Regions from separate parts of the Mus musculus genome. Here region 2 is linked to region 1. The links are chromatin contacts, called in public HiChIP or PLAC-seq maps. All regions are on one chromosome and are shown on one strand. Each heading gives the region's core, a stretch centred on a gene start, on an enhancer-like site or on the middle of the called end of the contact. The rest is flanking DNA. Distances are from core to core; before and after follow the strand shown.

Region 1 (2,546 bases), core at 21-2,520:
TTACTTGACTATTTTGTTACACTTAAAGGCAGATCAATGGAAAAACCAGCAGGAGAATGGTGGACGTAAACAGTCATGTAAATAATTAGATATAAAAGAAGTAAGCACTCCTTGAAAAGGCAGAAGCTGTCACACTCAGATATACTACTGCCACATCCTCCCACCCCAGGACTGGGGATTGAACCTAGGGCCTCAGGAATGCTAGCTAAGCACTCTACAATGGAGCTTCATCCTAGCCTGTTCACACTCCCTATTGAGAAAAAGCAAAGCAAAGCAAAGCAAAGCAAAACAAACAAAACCAAACCAAACCAAACCAAAAAAACAACAACAACAAAACTTTTATTTTGAGACAATGTTATTAGGTTATGCAGACTGGTTTTGAACTCATTGTACAGCCCAGGCATGCCTTGAAGTTGTTGTCCTCCTGCCTCAGTTTCTTTTTTTTTCCATTTTTTATTAGGTATTTAGCTCATTTACATTTCCAATGCTATACCAAAAGTCCCCCATACCCACCCACCCCCACTCCCCTACCCACCCACTCCCCCTTTTTGGCCCTGGTGTTCCCCTGTACTGGGGCATATAAAGTTTGTGTGTCCAATGGGCCTCTCTTTCCAGTGATGGCCGACTAGGCCATCTTTTGATACATATGAAGCTAGAGTCAAGAGCTCCGGGGTACTGGTTAGTTCATAATGTTGTTCCACCTATAGGGTTGCAGATCCCTTTAGCTGCCTCAGTTTCTTGAGTAGCTAGGCAAGTCAGGCTTGTAGGTTTGCCACAGATGGTGGTACCAGTGTCCACATGCTGTTCTCCGTGAGTGGCCATGGGTCAGATGTCTGGATTGAAGTTATGTAGGAGTGGACACAGATCCATCCATTGTACTGGTGTTCACAGGAGGTTGGAGCCTGAGGCTGGGCAAGAACACTGTGGCATCAGGGTCCAGGCTGTACATATGTGGCCTACAACAGAACTGAGGTGCTGACACTAGTAGAAGGGGATGGAATAAGATTGAGGGTATGGAATCAGTGCAGCTCCTGCTCTGAAACTTTGGCAGAGTCCATAGCTAGCTAAGTAGTAGCTCCTTTTGTGTGCATGAGGAGGGGAAGGAATGAGGAGTAGCTCCCTTTCTGGAGTTCACGGTGGGAAGTAGGCTCTAATTAAGTCAGTAAAGATGGTTTCTAGGGCTCCCTGCAGAGCAGCTAGCCAGAGTCACAGTGAGCAAAATCACAGGGGTCTAGACTGAAAGCCTATAGAGTCTGGCAGCTGCTGAGCACTGGGGAGGTCCTCAGTGGCAAAGGCTTTAGTCTGCTTGAACCAATGTTGAGTGGGCCACTGAGTATGAAATGGCTTCTATTGTGTGATGGATAACTGAACCTGAGTTCCTTTGTTCCTGAGCAAGAAAGAGAGAGAGGTCTCTGCCAAGAAGCCCCTCCCAGTTCCTGCTCTCCCCTTCAATTTTTGCTCAGTTGGACTCCTGAGCTCCTCTAAGCTATTTTTGTTCATGGCTAGCTATTTTTTTTTTTTAAGGAATATAAGGCTGGTAACTTCTACTCTGCCATATTGCCCATGTCTGCTTTCAACTATAAGTTTGAAAAGAGATTGGACAGTGACTAAATTGGAAAAAAAATGCCTTAAAAAGCAGCCTGTTAGAAACAGTCACTATGGTCTGGTGAGATGGCTCATAGCTCAGCAGGAAAAGGTGCTGCCTCCCTGGGATCCACATAGTGGAAGGACATAACGGATTCTCACAAATTGTCTTCTGACCTTCATATATGCATCATGGCATGTGTGTGCTTGTGCATACATTCACATGGGCATGAAGAAATAAATAAAATAAATATAATAAAAATGATAAAATAGATTCAAGATGAAACAGAGAATGTGATTGCCATATCCATCTGATACTCGATTTTGTTTATATGCTTAGTCATTTTTATTGGATATTTTATTTATTTACATTTCAAATGTTATACCCTTTCCCAATTTCCTCCCAGAACCCCCCATCACATTCGCCATCCCCCTGCTTCTATGAGGGTGTGCCCCCACCCACTCATGCACCCCCAACTCCCTGCCCTCACATTCCCTAACACTAGGGCATCTAGCCTTCACTGGACCAACGGCCTCTTCTCCCATTGATGCCTGACAAGGCCATCCTCTGCTACATACTCAGCTGGAGCCATGGGTCTCTCTATGTGTACTCCTTGGTTGGTGGTTTAGATCCTGGGAGCTCTGGTCAGTTGATATTGTTGTTCTTCCTATGGGGTTGCAAACCCCTTCAGCTCTTTTAGTCTTCTCTCTAACTTCTCCATTGGGGACCCTATGATCAGTTCAATGTTTGGCTGCAAGCATCTGCCTCCATATATGTCAGGCTCTGGCAAAGCCTCTCAGGAGCCAGCTATATCAGCCTCCTGTCAGCATGAATTTCTTGGTATCCACAATTGTGTCTGCCTGTGCTCATTGTATATGGGATGGATCCCCAGGTGGGGTAGTCTCTGGATGGCCTTTCCTTCAGTCTCTGTTCCACACTTTGTCTTTGTATTTGCATCCAT
Region 2 (2,546 bases), core at 18-2,517, 85 kb after region 1:
TTTTCTTTTGAGGTAGATTGTGACTCTGTAGGCCAGGCTTGCTTGGAACTCATATATAGTCAAGGTTAGACTTGAACTCTCCCCAATCTTCTGCCTCAGGATTTCAAGTGCAGGGTTTAGAGGTGAGTGTTATATGCTCTGATTATTTAACCAACATTTCTCTTTCCTGGGAGCACTGTTAGGACAGACAGTCCTTCAACTGATTGTCCCTGAATCCTAAAATAGTTGTTGGTATGCATTAAATAGTGATGAATAGTGAGTGAATGGATTCTTAATTTTCTTTTAATTCAACCACTATAAATACTCATTTATTGTGTGTGTGTGTGTGTGTCTGTCTGTCTGTCTGTCTATCTCTGTGTGACTTTCTGTGTGTCTGTCTCTGTGTGCATAGGGTGGGGAATTTGAATGCCCATGTGGATCAATTTAAGTTTTCTTTCTCTGTCAACCCTCCACCAGACTTTTTCAAGCAGGGCTCACTGAATCTGGAGTTTGCTGTTTTGGCTAGATTAGCTGGCCAGCCAGCTTCAAATTAGAGATGTCCTTCACCATGGAAGACTGTTATGTAAATACTGGAGACCTCAACGCATGTCCCCATACTTTTGCTCCAAGCACTTTAACCACTGAGAGAAATCCCATTTGTTCTTGTTGAGAAGGTTTTGATTTTGACAGATGTATGCCAATTGATCAGATTGTTAAAACAAGTTTTCAAAGCAGTTAGGACATTGGAGAAAATACACGATTTATGGCATTCAAATGAATCAGGGAGGATTTTCCTTAAAGCAAGCAGACACCATCGGAAAATGCCCTTTTTCTGTTGGTTTTTTTTCAGGAACCAGGAACATTCCACGGTAAGAACACAGACTGCTCTTCCATTACGTCGGAGCTTGGGAATGGGAGAGAAACATCTCAAGAAAATGAAGGAAGCGTGGAAGAAGGAGAAGATCTCGATTTCTGAGTGTTACTTAAAAGAAACTTCCTCGAAAGCCCTCCCTTGGTGTTACTTAAGAACCCTACTTTGGGAGCAGTTTACCCTCCCAAGCCCAAATAAAGAATGTGCCTGGCTCCCACTAGTTTAGTTTATTCTAGCTCTGTAAGTTGTGGCTTCCAGACAGGGGTCGGCGGATTTCTGGACGGTCCTTTCGATCCCTTTAAAGGTGGGGATCGTGACGGAGGACGTGGGGGAAGAAGGCGGGAGGCGAGGGCTGGAGAGTCACGGTTGACATAGTAACTCTTCAGCGGCTCTCCCTAGCGGCTGCCACTGAGGCCCCGCCTGTGCCCTCTGCCTGGGAGCCTGGGGCCGCCTGTCTGCGCGGTCCGGATGCGCTCAGGTCAAGGTTCCTTTCGCGGCTGTCTCCCAAGCCCCTAACTAGTGACTTCCACTGTGGCGGGCAGGGAAGCCATTGGCAGAACCTAGCCAGTCAGGAATCTGCATCTCTTCCCTCATTATCCTCTCCCTGGCATTGCTTTGCTCGGGTCCAGCTCAGTTGGTGACGCGGCCCCTTCTCCCCAGGTTCCCATCCACGGAAGCAGGGGTGCAGGCCGGCCAGGCACTGTGCCATGAGCCAGAGCCCGAGGTTCGTGACCCGGAGGGGCGGCTCTCTAAAGGCTGCCCCTGGAGCCGGCACCCGGCGCAACGAGAGCCAGGACTATTTGCTGATGGACGAGCTGGGAGACGACGGCTACCCGCAGCTCCCGCTGCCACCGTATGGCTACTACCCCAGCTTGTAAGTATGGGCGAGGGCAGCACGGGTTGCAGGAGTGGGTCCCGTGCGCGCCTCAACAGCCATGTGTCTCCAGACTTCCAGACAAGCGAGGGGTGCTAGCGCAGATGGGACGAGGCTGGCTGCTGGTGAGCACTCAAAGGCTGCGCTCACCCTCAGATTGAGCCCATGTGGTTCCCTCCCCACTACTCCTGTTGGGATACCAGGTCACCACAGGGGATCTAATGCTTGTCACCACAGGGGGAAGGAGAGCTATGCTTGGTCAATGTCTACAGCTCCTGCTACCTTGAGGAACTCTGCTCAACAGGCACGATCTGATCAGGTTCCAGTTTTTGCTCCAGTGATACCTTTTGTGTGATCAGAACTCTAAGGGTCTTTGAAGAAACCCACCATAGTGCACTCTCTAGTTCTACCAAGTCCTCTGGTCTTGAGCACGGATTACTTAGGGAGAGAATGGGCAACCTCCTTCTCACCCTGGAGCTGAGATTAAACGGGGGAGATAGACCTCAGGATTTTGTACCCATAGGATAGAAAAACAGAGACCAGCTCTTTACTAGTGGCATCTCAATAACTACGAGCCTTTTTTAACAACAACAGCACCAGCAGCAACAACAACAACTGACCCCCACTCCCCTCCCATGAGGTTGGTGACAGTGGTGCTGTGAAGGGACAGACAGCAGATAATAGAATGGAGAAACAAAGTCTTCCTTTCTCTTTTGCCCCTGGCAGGCTGTGAGCACTTGTGTAGTAGACCTACAGTATTTCTGGCTCTTTACACCTTCCCTTAATCTCTGCTTGACCGAATACCCAGGTTTCCTGGCCTGT

The links. HiChIP or PLAC-seq counts read pairs in DNA pulled down with a chosen protein or histone mark.
Region 2: a contact with region 1 is called in an H3K27ac HiChIP or PLAC-seq map of embryonic stem cells, with 5 read pairs. The contact joins the promoter of Trpc6 here to the enhancer-like site in region 1. A contact is called at or near these places in 2 of 39 promoter capture datasets (hippocampal neurons and stem cell-derived epiblast-like cells), 2 of 484 Hi-C or Micro-C datasets (cortical neurons and uterus), 2 of 115 datasets of contacts at active chromatin or transcription factors (both in embryonic stem cells) and 1 of 9 other capture datasets (adipose tissue).

The regions. Positions count from the first base shown.
Region 1 is chr9:8,458,036-8,460,581 of GRCm38.p6, forward strand. No RefSeq gene overlaps it. Among named protein-coding and RNA genes, the nearest start is that of Trpc6, 85 kb to the right of the region's middle. Within about 2 kb of position 1,271, at least 7 of the 459 cell types and tissues checked have an H3K27ac peak or open chromatin away from gene starts, as enhancers often do. A contact at or near this core is called in embryonic stem cells and stem cell-derived epiblast-like cells, where this site is marked.
Region 2 is chr9:8,542,875-8,545,420 of GRCm38.p6, forward strand. It overlaps Trpc6 (transient receptor potential cation channel, subfamily C, member 6), which reads left to right and starts at 1,268. Exons shown (of 13, transcript NM_013838.2): 1 at 1,268-1,724. The coding sequence starts at 1,558.